Regions from separate parts of the Mus musculus genome. Here regions 1 and 3 are each linked to region 2. Evidence: chromatin contacts called from public HiChIP or PLAC-seq data. All regions are on one chromosome and are shown on one strand. Each heading gives the region's core, a stretch centred on a gene start, on an enhancer-like site or on the middle of the called end of the contact. The rest is flanking DNA. Distances are from core to core; before and after follow the strand shown.

Region 1 (4,290 bases), core at 315-2,814, 180 kb before region 2:
AGGGAGCTCCCAGAGACTAAGCCACCAACCAGGGAGCATACACAGTTGGGGTGGTCCAAGGCCCCCATCCCAACTCCGGGCAGATATGTAGCAGAGGACTACCTGGTCTGACCTCAGTGGGAGAAGATTTGCCTAACCCTGGAGAGACTTGAGGCTCCAGGGAAGGGGGAGGTCTGGTGGAGGTAGCATTCTTTTGGAGGCAAGGAAGAGGAGGAATAGGATGAGGAATCTTGGGAGGGGGAGCCCCGGGGCTGGGGGGGGGGGGGGCAACGGCTGGATAATGTAAATAAATAAACAAACAAATACAGCATAGAAAGTAGCAAATAGACTGGACCAGAAAAGAAAAATCTGGTCCTTTCTGGAATCTCAAAGAGACACATCTGAAGACACACTAAGATAAATGGGGAAATTATCCTCATAATGAGATACAGAGCTCAGAAACCCCTCCATTGTGGGTACAGACTCTCTGTGTTAAACCTGCCCTAAACTCTGAGGTCTCACACTGAACATGAAGTCTTTTCATTTTCCTCTTTCTGGCTCCCTGTTTCAGACACTAATGACAGTCCTATGTGCTTGTTCTGCCATTTCTCCCAGGGATACCCTTTAGCCCAGGAAACTCTCTCAGACCTCCATGCTGATTCCACCTGCTTGTTTGACTCTAACTAAAAAACCCCGGCTTTCTATCCTCATCTTTCTGTCTTCTGTCTTCCAGAAGCTTCCAAGGTCCCTAGCTTGTGCGAGGATAGTTGTTTTTCCTCCCATACTCTAATAAAATTGCCCTCTGGGTTCCTTCTGGGTCTGTTTTTAAATCTGAGAGTAAGACCCTGCAGAGGGGACTCTGTGTTCCCTGATAGCATGGTCTCTCGTTGAAGAGACGTTTATCATCTGCCCCCCACCCCCACCCCAGACTATCGCAGGGCTTACAGTAGTAAACAAGATGATTCAGAACAGGCCTCTTCTCCAGCAGCTGGCAGACCAATGGGGAAAACAAATATGTCAAGATGATTAAAGTGTCAAGAGCTATAACCAACGTTCCAGAGCTATGTAGAGAGGTTGGGAAAGCTTCGCAGAGAATGGGGCATGCAGAGCGGACAGTGTTTGTGTGTGGATTCTAATGGCTCTGCAATCGACAGAAGAGAAGGGTTCAGGGTGTATAGGTTTCGTGAGAGGGACAAGGAAATGAAGTAGGAATGTTGGGGCATCTTTTTTAGGACAAAGGAGCCTTTCTTGGAGCCTAGTGGCCTGGGAAATTGATGGCCACCAAAAGCTGCCCTGAGCCAGTGGCTTCTGGGTTCATGTTCTGAGAATTGAAAGAACCGAAGTTCCCAGATGACAGGGGAAGAGTTTTTTATAGTGTCACAGGTGGGGGTGTGTTGGAAAAGAATAGCCCTATATTCCTAGTGTTGGACAAAGGGACACAGGCGCAAAGAGAAAGTAACTTGTCAAGGCAATCTACTTTTGAAAAAGGTTTCTTAACAATCCAAACCAAGGGAGCACAAAGAGGTGGGGGAGAGGTCACATAGTGTTTATCCTATCACAGGGTGGTGACTGTTTGTCACCCTCTTGGTGGGAGCTTGACCTAATAAACTGACACAATTGGATAATTCAGAATTGGAGCGAAAGGGAAGGGTGTGATAGAGTCAAGTCTCAGGAATGCCTGGCATCCAGGACTTGGGCAAACAGACAAAGATGGAAGAGTTTCTCAAGCCGAGAGAGGTTAACAGAGAATACTAGCCCTCAGTGGGCTAGCCATCTTTAGTGGAAAAGTAAAACAACAAAACCCCATTTTTCTCACAGTAGTCACTGGATTTAGGGGGTCATGGTTTGTGCAGAACCAGCCAAGTTCTGCCATTTATCCTCAATAAGTCAACAAAAGGAGCCAAACTAAAGGTAAAACTGAAAAAGGGGATTCATTCAATGTAGCCTCAGGGACAAAGAGATCCAGTGACCCTTCTGGAGTCCATCTTCAGGATCCTAACCTGAAGAGTAGAATTTCATCGAAAACAAGAGATAAGTATATGCCAGAGTGTGGTCCCATGCCCACTGCTATCGATGTCTCAGCCTCAGCCTCAAGTCTCGCCTGTGAGGGAAGTCTTTCTCCAGGACACTTGCTTCCACTCACAGCAGGAAATTCCTGGGGGGAAAATTGTAATTTTTTTTTTACTTCATTTTTTTTTCAGTAGTCAGGTAGCCAAAGAGAGAAGCATACAGAATATGTATGTTCATTCCCACCAGATAGGCCAATTACAGGAGCTGAAAAAGAAGACAGCCATGCTATTTGGGTGAACATGAAGGTCAGCCCAAGTGACAGACAAGAAGTTCCATAATAAGTGTGGGAGGAAGAGTGCAGAAGCCCAGGGCACTAGATAGAGACTCCTTGAGTTCTGGATAGCACCCAAAAGAAAGGCAGAAAAGCAAGAAGAGGCAAAGGTATGCCTACTGGAGTCAGGACTCAATAGATAAGATAGACAGACCCCACAGAACCCCAGACTCTCCTGGACTGCCCCAGAAGGCAGGAATCCTGGGAAGAAAACTTCTCATTCTGGAGATGAACGTTCTTTCCTCCTGTCTCTTTACGCTTCTGGGGGAATCTGCATTCCTAGGGGTGGTCCTGCTTTCTTGGGTTAACCAGGTGACTGACCCTCCCACTGCATTAGTGTTTTTGTTTTGGGATTCCTTGGAATGTCAGGACTCTACCAAGGTCAGAGAAACAGCTTTCCTAATTGGCCCTCACTGAGCCCTAATCAGGGCTACTTAACAATAACGGGGCTGGAAACTAACCACTCAGATAGGGACTGTAACTTCTTCACCTGCAGAAAGAAGGCTAAAAGAAGGTTGTGGGAAGCCGCCCCCACATTCGCCGTCACAAGATGGCGCTGACATCCTGTGTTCTAAGTTGGTAAACAAATAATCTGCGCATGAGCCAAGGGTATTTACGACTACTTGTACTCTGTTTTTCCCGTGAACGTCAGCTCGGCCATGGGCTGCAGCCAATCAGGGAGTGATGCGTCCTAGGCAATTGTTGTTCTCTTTTAAATAGAAGGGGTTTCGTTTTTCTCTCTCTCTTGCTTCTTACACTCTGGCCCCCAAAAAGATGTAAGCAATAAAGCTTTGCCGTAGAAGATTCTGGTTGTTGTGTTCTTCCTGGCCGGTCGTGAGAACGCGACGAATAACAATTGGTGCCGAATTCCGGGACGAGAAAAAACTCCGGACTGGCGCAGGAGGGATACTTCATTTCAGAACCAGAACTGCGGATCACGTTTATAAAGGTTCCCGTAACACAGACTGTTGAGAAGGATTCAACTGCCGAATTCAGAACTCATCAGCTGGGGAACGACGGTGATAAAGGTTCCCGTAAAGCAGACTGTTAAGAAGGATTCAACTGTATGAATTCAGAACTTTTCAGCTGGGGAACGAGAGTACCAGTGAGTATGTTTGGCCTTGAATTTTTTCTGGTGTTAGGAGCCCTTTTGTTCTTTTTCACATGCTATCAAGTGATTAAGATAGGGCTGAAAATTCTAGAGGAAATTCAGGACAATCTATCAGAAGTAAAGCGGGGAGAGAGAGTAGGAACAAAGAGGAAGTATGGTACACAAAATAAGTATACAGGCCTTTCCAAGGGTCTTGAACCCGAGGAAAAGTTAAGGTTAGGTAGGAATACCTGGAGAGAGATTAGAAGAAAAAGAGGAAAAAGGGAGAAGAAAAAAGATCGATTAGCGGAGGTCTCTAGGAGATACTCGTCACTAGATGAGCTCAGGAAGCCAGCTCTTAGTAGCTCTGAAGCAAGTGAAGAATCCTCCTCTGAGGAAACAGACTGGGAGGAAGAAGCAGCCCATTACCAGCCAGCTAATTGGTCAAGAAAAAAGCCAAAAGCGGCTGGCGAAAGTCAGCGTACTGTTCAACCTCCCGGCAGTCGGTTTCAAGGTCCGCCCTATGCGGAGCCCCCGCCCTGCGTAGTGCGTCAGCAATGCGCAGAGGGGCAATGCGCAGAGAGGTGCGCAGAGAGGCAGTGCGCAGAGAGGTGCGCAGAGAGGCAGTGCGCAGAGAGGCAGTGCGCAGACTCATTCATTCCCCGAGAGGAACAAAAGAAAATACAACAGGCATTTCCAGTCTTTGAAGGAGCCGAGGGTGGGCGTGTCCACGCTCCGGTAGAATACGTACAGATTAAGGAAATTGCCGAGTCGGTTCGTAAATACGGAACCAATGCTAATTTTACCTTGGCGCAGTTAGACAGGCTCGCTGGTATGGCACTAACGCCTGCTGATTGGCAGACGGTTGTAAAAGCCGCTC
Region 2 (4,234 bases), core at 11-2,510:
CAACCCCAAGCAGTGCCAAGTAGGTAATACACTGAACAATCATAGTATGTTACTTTGCTTGGTATAGAGGAGAAAGCTATATGGATGCGATCTTCATTCTTTTAAAGTGAATGATATTTCTAAACTCAATGGTCCCTGTGAACTTGAAATCAAGGTTTAATCTACTTGAAAAAGTGAAGAGTCAGTCAACTATCGGAGCAGAAACCAAACGAGCCCAGTGCAGCTTCCCACATTTCAGGAGACACCAGAAAGCTTTCTAGATTTTTAAGTCACAAGGGAATGTGAAGCAGACTTAGATAAACTAGGAAGAGACCGCACTGCATAGATTCCCACTGTGTGGGTCACTTCACCTCTGTTTTCTGTATTAAAAAAAAAAAAAAGTATCATTTCTGACTGCCTCGCCTTCACGACTAAGTAAGATTATGAAAGCCGTAGAGCCTGGTATCTGAAACCACTGCTGATCCCCTACAGTGGAACTGACAGGGCTGGTTTTGTGTCTATAGGGATGGGGCTGCTAGGGAGTTAAGATGCTGAAAAGCGACTGTACCAGTACACTGACAACTTCCTACATGGTTGTTTCAATTTCTATTTTGAACACTTATCGTCTAAACCGTACCAATGGCTTTACATAGAATTCTCTAGTGTAAGACTCACAACACCCCTACAAAGTTGTGGTAACATCGAGGAAACTTGCCCAAGGTCAAATTCCTGTAACTAACAGTATCTTAGCCATGATACAGGGAGGCCGATCTTAATCAAGAAAGTCAAGTGAAGCCTGAGGAGGGAACCCAGACTGACGTGCAGACCGGCTCCTGACTCCTGGGGGATGCAGCTACGGGAGCATCCCGTCACCGTGAGCCCGCCTGCTCCGGGGAGCGCTCGGCCTGCCAAGGTAGCCGCGGCCGGCCCACCACATCCCAGCACACCGCCCTCCGCCGCCGCAGGGAACGAGATCGGGGTACTCCGAAGCCGGCTCACCGTTCAGGCCCACCGTGGCCACCAAAGGCCGGGCTGCGGCCTGGCCACTCAGGGACTCGCGGCACAGGAAGGGTCGCTTCACATCCAGAACAGGTGGCTCCGAGGCGGCGGGCACCGCGCCTTGCAGCAGAGGACGCAGCGCGCCCGCCACCCCGCGGGAAGTGGCCGATAGGACGGGCGCGAACGGGCCCGAGCGGGCGGCGACCGACAACATGGCGACAGCTGCTCAAACCACCTCGTCGGTCACAGGGACGACCTTTCGTTCGAACGACGGCCCGAAGAGGAGCGGGAGGCGCAGGGTTTGTGACGTCAGCGCGACGCCGGAAAGGGCGTTTCGCAAGGTTGAGCGAATCGGGAGGGACGCCGCGTTGGGGGCGTGGCTTCGGGCGCAGGTTGGGGCCCGGGCAGGAAAGGGCAGGGCCTGGAGACACTCTGGTGTCTGACTCGGTCGCCCTGCCCCAGGAAAACCGAAGTCGGGAGGGATTTCTTGTGGTCGTGATTGAGATCCTTCATTTAGGGCAAAACCTTAAATCGGGGACGACCGAGGCATGAGAAAAAAAAAAACAACAGGCTACTACTACTTCCTAACGCCTATCACCTAGAATAAATACCAACCGCTTTTTGTCTTTTGCCAAGACGATTTTGATCTTCTTACAACAAAAGAGCCAGAAACCTATATGCAAGGTTTGACAAAAACAAAACAAAACAAAACAAAACAAAACGGTGGCTTACGATTATTCATGATCTACTACGCTTTTGATTTGGTAGTTTCCTTCGTTGTTCATTTGTAATTATGATCTTGATGAAATAACACTATTGATACCAGCATTTTACCAGTGAAGGACCTGGTCCTTAGACCCTTTGCTCTGCATAGATTGCCAGGAAGCAGTGGAGTATTGTAGACCCCTGAGGGGTTTTTGTTTGTTTGTTTGTTTGTTTGTTTCTGAACAAGTGGGGTTTCCCAAGTGATGTTCAGCAGTACAAAAGGGAGGGACTCTTACTCTCCTTCACATAGTGAGAAAACTGCCAACTTTCTAACTTCTCTTTCAGTTCTGACTACACCACTAACAAAGTCTCTGTGAGGTGCTAATAAACGTTAATCCCTCTTACACTTGAAAATCTCCACTTTTCCAAGTAGAACAAACCTTGATTTCAAGTTCACACAGACAATTGAGTTTAGAGATGGCATTCACTTTCAAAGAATGAAGTTCTCATCCATACAACTTTCTCTATACCAAATACTTCGTTTATTCTTTTAGGGTTTAAAAAGAAAAAACAGTAAAAAAAAAAAACTAAGAATTTAAGCACTGCACACTCTGGCATGATTGTGATATGATGCTTGTATAATACATGGACTCTAGGACCTTGGCTGGTTTCTAAACCTTTGGAATTGTAAAACAATGTAGTTGTGTTGTTTTAAGACACTATGTTTGTTATAGCAGCAATGTAAAACAACACCCAGGAGATCCGGGCCCTCACAGAGGAATGATTGCAGGTGTCCTTAGCCAGGGAGGATACTTGCTGCCTAGTCTGGGTCCTTTCTTGTCACTGTCACTTCATTCAGTTATGTTCTGAACAGGGACAGGACCTGGGATAACCCCAGAGAAGCATGCACTCCATGTAGATCTCACCTAAGGAACCAGGAGTGAATATCCACCATGGCAGAGATCAATCTAACCTTTTCTCTCTCAGCTGAATCTCCAGATGGAAGTCTTCACCCCAAACTGCCCCTGCCTGTGGCTCTGTCTCATGATGGAACCAAATCCCCAGCTAGATGCCAACTGCTGCTGGTGGTGCCAGTGCTTGACAAGAGATGGACCATGGAGCTTTCCAGATGCATATGACACCATATACATCTGAGCTGGCCCTGGACAGACAGCCTCAGCTGAGAAACCACCCAACAAGGACGAGCCAGGGCCAGGCATAGGTCTGTTCGTCATCAGTTTTTGAGGATGTCAGAGGCCAGTTCTCCTACAAGAGCCAGGATGGCCCATTGCATCTTACTGAAACGTTTTCAAGCTTTGGGCTTCAGACCTCTGACTTGGGTTCAGTTCACCTGCTTTTCAAAACTAACAGAAACCTGCTAAGTTCCTTTCCTACTGTTGCTATCTTGGTTGTGCTGCTATCACTAAATTTCTAAGACTAGTTAGTTACTTATATGTGTTTGCATTTGTGTCCTCTACACACCATGGCACAAGTGTCCCATCCTGTACATTTGGAGGTCAGGGGACACCTTGTGGGAGTCGGTCCTCTCCTATCTCACAGGTCTTGAGGATAGACCTCAGATAGACCATCCACCTTTACCTGCTGAACCATCTCACCAGCCATTTTCTTTAAAATTTCTTGAGACTGGATAATTTTCAAAGAATCAAAAAAAAAAAAAAAGCTTCTTATAGATCTGGAAACTGGAAGTCCACGATGAAGGGACCACCAGTAGGGAGAGTTGGCTGACCAGTACAACTCCCTTCTTCAAAGAAGGTGTCCTATTGCTGTGTTCTCTGTAGGAAGGATACTGTGTCCATACATGGTAGAAGATGAAGCAACACAAGGGAACAGGTTCCCTCAGTCAACTCCTCAAACCCTGACCTCCTAGTGATGTTGCTTTGGGATTAAATATTAAGACAGATTTTGTAGAGTGCAAATCACTCATGCTGAAGAAGCTGCCTATTGTCTGTCTGTCTGCCTTTGTTTTTCCTTTTTGAAAAGAAGACACTTTCAGTCTGATAACTTATTTTCTTATTCAAGGAAACAGAAATCTAAATAAACTAAAGCCCACGGAATTTTATCACCGGTCTAAGTTGGACCAGGACCCAGACCAAAGTGCAATTAGGCTCCAAGAAGGTCTATGTACCTGATTCTCAAGGGAGCTGGGATTGTAAGATGGCTCCACCAGCTACCATCAGTGGGAAGCCCATACTCCAACCCAAAGCTGCATTAAAAATGTTCATCACATCCTACTGTCTCTACTACAGCAGATCACATGCTCATTGCTGTGTCCTGGGAAATGGGAGCCATCATTTTCCCCAAGCCACTTCCTCTGAATCCCGTGGTGCTGGTGCCTATGCAGTGGGTTTTCAGCTGGGAGGAGGAAGGCATGTAGCTCAGGAGCAGGTTTAGCGGGGGTGGGGGGTGGGGGGTGGTGCAGAAATCTACTGCAGAGTGATGCTTCCGCCTGAAGGTAAGTGAAATGCCACTTTTTAGCAGTGGACATAATTGGCCCTTGGAGGGTCAAATCCAGTCCTCCCTGCATGGATGC
Region 3 (4,049 bases), core at 282-2,781, 240 kb after region 2:
GTAAGCTTTTTCTAGTAGCATCAGAGCTAGGGGTGGGGAGAAAAAACCTTTTCCCTTCCAAGGGCAGCCATAGTATTCATTTTTCTAATAAAGTCCCTAGAAATTGCCAATCCTAAACTTACAAGGGAAAAACAAAAAAAATTGAGGAGAGATCACTGTGACAACTTGGGAACATCGACATTTAAAGGTCAAGAAAGGTAAGGACAGGCCGAACACAGACAGCCATCACCAAAAGTTCCATCAGTGTCACTCTCTCACCCCCCCCCCCACCACCACCACCCACCCATCAAACACAGTTTGCTGGTCTCTTCTGAGATACAGAAGCTGAGAACATATCCAATGTGAAGTCTTTCCTTGTTGGGGGCTGGGAATCCTGGTGGGAGCTGGATTACAAATGTGTTCTCCCCTTATCCTTCCCTCCTGACTCTACAACACCCCTTTATTTATTTTTTTTACAGAATCCTGATTCTCCTCAGGGCAACATCCTCTACTTGGTGTGTTGGTATGTAGGGAGAAGTTTCCACCTCTACAAAAGGGCATTAGGCTAGTGATACCTATCAGGTGGTGTACTGAGGGGCAGCAGGAAGGATGGGGGTTGGAGACCAACATCCCCCCAGCCTGTGTTATCTGCCTATGGTACTAATTCCTTTAGATTTCTCTTTCATTGGTTTCTCTCTTGTGAGACCATTGGAACTGTTTTCTCCCAGTTGAAACAGTCTGTCCGAGAGGGAGGCTCATTAAGACTTAAGAAGTAAACAATTTATAAGGTTCAGGAAGGGAAGAACTCACAAGTCTCAGGAAATTCTTGAACTTAAAAGTGGTTCAGGGCCCCCTCCCTAAGGCTACATAAGCAGTAGGAATTGTTGGAGAGAGGGCTCCCTACTTCAAGTTGTGCAGACAGTTGCAGGGGTGCAGTTTTTGTGAGTTGTCCCCCATGCTGGGGTGGCTTTTCAGAGGTGTGGCTGCCTTTGAATCACCCCTGACTCTGTAATAGCAAACTAGCCATACATGGGACTTTTTTTTTTTTTTTTTTTTTGGTTTGACACCCTCTATGGGAGTCCCCAGGAAAAGTTAGACAGTGTGGACAAATCCCCAAATCCCAGCACCTAAAGGCCTCCCACAGCCCCTGCAGCATGCTTACCATGGGCCAGGCTAAGTCCTTCAGTCACAGTTTTGCTTCACCCTTCATGACAACACCGGCTTCTGAGTGGCTTTGTGAGTGCCCAGCCCCAGAACCACACTTGAGTCCTGGGCAGCTGACCTCCTCCCTACCTGCACCTTGTGTGCTGGGATAGGCTATAATACCCCAGGGACCACCCACTGACTGGGGTTACATTTCACTGGTGAGTCACTGAGATAAGCCTAAAATAACCAAGAGCATAGTGAGAAAGAGCCCCGGCTTGGACTGGCCACAACTGCCTCTCAAAGAAAGGGGCAGAATCTCCAGACATGGCCAGTGTATTTAGGGAGAAGTCAGCTGGTCCTAGACATATGATTTGAGTAGACCTCAGATTGTGCCCAGGGAATAAACATTGTATCATCACAGTGAGAGTTGCATTGTTAGAAACAGTCACTTCGTTGTAGCGAGGATACACAGGGATCGTTTGTGTTTATTCTGCCCCTTCCTCACGAAGTGTGGTAACTGTGCATACCTTAGGCTGGGGAGTCCTGTGGCTGGGCCGGGCGGGGAAGACATACATGAAAAGGCTGTGGTCCTGGGGTCAGATAGAGGCAAGAGTGGCCAAGTGAAAAGGCTGAGCTCTGACTCATTTCAATGACTGCATTTTCATTCTCTGCTGATCAACTGTCAGCTTGTAAGGGGAAAACGCCCGGGTCACACACAGTTCTTCAGTTATTAGAAACGCTCTGTGGTTCCCCAGATCCTTGGCCATTGATACTGGCATGAACTGAAACACTAGAGGCTGTTTCCCTGCTAGCAGCCTCATTTGGTTTTGATTAGGTGAGCGAGTGAGGAGGGGAAAGACAGGAATCTCTATCAGCCCGAGGCACTGATGGGTGGAGGCTACAGAAGCTGCATCTCTGGCCCAGGGCTAGAATGCGGATATTCAGGAGATCAATACTCTCCGTTCTGCTACCTCTTCTCATGTGCTGGAACCTGCATCCTCTGTCGGGACCTGGAGTTGCGCTTCAACAGTCTCCTAGAGGGACGGCTTAGGCTGGGTCCCACTCATAGATGGGGAGACCCTCCAAGTAGAACCAGTGACTTCTGGCCACTGTCTCAGCTTGGCCCTGGCCTCAGCTCTGATTGGAAAATACCAGCTACGCTACAGATGTCTCCTGTGGTGATGCAGAAGACTGTCCATCCCTGGTTTCACCATCACACCTAAACCTCTTGCCACCGGCTGTCATGCCCCGCATGGTATTTGGCTGGTCTCCCCAGCAAGTGTTGTACAGGTTAAGAGAATGCATTGTGTCCTCTCTAGAAAGAGGTGAAGAGCATCAGGCTCTGGGCTGCATGTAGAGAATACAAGACGGAGGAAATGTGTGCTCCAACTTTTAAAATACATGTGTATTAAAATGTGTCCATCATCCTGGCCATTTTTAATTACTCAGTTTAGTGGCATTAAACCCAGCCAAGTGGCTGTGACTTTGTCACCACCATCCACCATCAGGACCTTTTCCTCTTTCCAAACTAAAGCTCTGCACTGGTTAAACCCAAACCCTCATCTCCCCCCCCCCCCCGACCCAGACCCCTGGCGAGTTCCATTCTTCCTTGCATTTCCACAAATTTAACTCCTCTAGCAGTTTCATATCAATGTTTCCCCTTTTTGACTGTCCTATAGCTTGGGTCACAAGGACCTCAAGTTTCATCCATGCTGTTATGTAGCATGGGCAAGAATTTCCTTCCTTTCATGGCCCAGTAGCATCCTACTGCTTGCTACATTTTGCTTATCAGTCTGGCCGCTGACCGATGTGTGTGTGTGTATGGCTTTCGTCTTTGGTTATTGTAAGTAATGCTGCTATGTACCTTTGGGAGGGGACCAGGGTGGCCATCACAGACTCCCGCCTGCAGCTTGTTTGGGTATGCCCTCAGCTGTAGTACATAGTAAGCCCACCTTTAATCCAGAGGAGTGGTTTTACTGTTCTCCAAGGCAGCTGCTCTGCTTGATAATCTCATCGTGACTGTGGATGCTGGTTTAAAAGTTACAGACAGGTGCAGCGGGGAGACTTTAACCAACCTGGGTTTCGAGGAGGTCCACATCCTCAGAAGGACAGGACAGGAGCACTTACCTTTAGTTTTTCTATCTTCTTCAGATCTCTACCTTATTAGCTAAAATTAAAGGTGGCATCTCGTTAGGGTAACGGCGCAAAACGTGAACCTGGCCACAGCAGCGCTCAGGGGCCTGTAATCACAGCCCTGCAGCCAGAGTGACTAGGCTTCCCTGCGCCAAGGGAGCAAAATGGTACTGTGAGAGTGTGTGGACCTGGCAGAAGCTGCGTGGCCCAGTGTTCCTTTAGGGCATGTTAGTGTTCTCTCTCTCTCTCTCTCTCTCTCTCTCTCTCTCTCTCTCTCTCTCTCTCTCTCTCTCTGCCTTTCTCTGCTTCTACTACCCTCTTAACTTCCCTTCTCATGCCCTGAATAAACTCTGTTTTATAAATAAAAAAAAAAAAGAAAGTCAGCTGAGAGACGTTAATAGATTTATTGAAGCTGGTTGGTGTGAAGGTCCTATTTCAACCATCCCTCTTGACAGATGAAGGAGAGAGAGGTCACCTGGATTGTTTGGGGAGCCCGAGTTCATCTCTGGCACCCTGACTGTGTGGTCTTCATGCCCTCATTTGTCCTTCTTTGGAAGGAGGGTGTGCGTGTAGTGGACTTGAGGACATGGATAGTACATGCTTACACATGTATGAAGCAGCACAGAGGTTATGCATGTTTCTCCATGAAGGAGTTAACAAAGGCCCACTGATGTCCTTTAGAAACACTCCTGTTTGCATGCCCACTCCCTGGGTTGGTGGGTCCGGGGTGTGTGGCAAAGAGCTCAATGCCTTGGCCTCCCCTTCCTTATGACTGTCATAATGATGTTGTG

Evidence for each region. HiChIP or PLAC-seq counts read pairs in DNA pulled down with a chosen protein or histone mark.
Region 1: a FOXA1 HiChIP or PLAC-seq map of pancreatic cancer cells shows a contact between it and region 2. The contact joins the enhancer-like site here to the promoter of Uqcrfs1 in region 2. A contact is called at or near these places in 5 of 39 promoter capture datasets (the 3T3-L1 cell line, embryonic stem cells, liver and 1 more), 23 of 484 Hi-C or Micro-C datasets (the AML12 cell line, the AtT-20 cell line, the C2C12 cell line and 12 more), 6 of 115 datasets of contacts at active chromatin or transcription factors (the SCID.adh cell line, epiblast stem cells, fibro-adipogenic progenitors and 3 more) and 1 of 9 other capture datasets (embryonic stem cells).
Region 3: a FOXA1 HiChIP or PLAC-seq map of pancreatic cancer cells shows a contact between it and region 2. The contact joins the enhancer-like site here to the promoter of Uqcrfs1 in region 2. A contact is called at or near these places in 1 of 39 promoter capture datasets (hippocampal neurons), 1 of 15 datasets of contacts at CTCF or cohesin (CD8 T cells), 2 of 484 Hi-C or Micro-C datasets (bone marrow-derived macrophages and nephron progenitors), 7 of 115 datasets of contacts at active chromatin or transcription factors (CD8 T cells, the SCID.adh cell line, bone marrow-derived macrophages and 3 more) and 2 of 9 other capture datasets (adipose tissue and liver).

What each region holds. Positions count from the first base shown.
Region 1 is chr13:30,367,292-30,371,581 of GRCm38.p6, forward strand. All of the region lies in intron 2 of Agtr1a (angiotensin II receptor, type 1a), which reads left to right. Among named protein-coding and RNA genes, the nearest start is that of Agtr1a, 33 kb to the left of the region's middle. Within about 2 kb of position 1,565, at least 23 of the 459 cell types and tissues checked have an H3K27ac peak or open chromatin away from gene starts, as enhancers often do. A contact at or near this core is called in brown adipocytes, embryonic fibroblasts, pancreatic cancer cells and 1 more, where this site is marked.
Region 2 is chr13:30,544,056-30,548,289 of GRCm38.p6, forward strand. It overlaps Uqcrfs1 (ubiquinol-cytochrome c reductase, Rieske iron-sulfur polypeptide 1), which reads right to left and starts at 1,261. Exons shown (of 2, transcript NM_025710.2): 1 at 979-1,261. The coding sequence starts at 1,192.
Region 3 is chr13:30,780,795-30,784,843 of GRCm38.p6, forward strand. No RefSeq gene overlaps it. Among named protein-coding and RNA genes, the nearest start is that of Irf4, 34 kb to the left of the region's middle. Within about 2 kb of position 1,532, at least 49 of the 459 cell types and tissues checked have an H3K27ac peak or open chromatin away from gene starts, as enhancers often do. A contact at or near this core is called in pancreatic cancer cells, where this site is marked.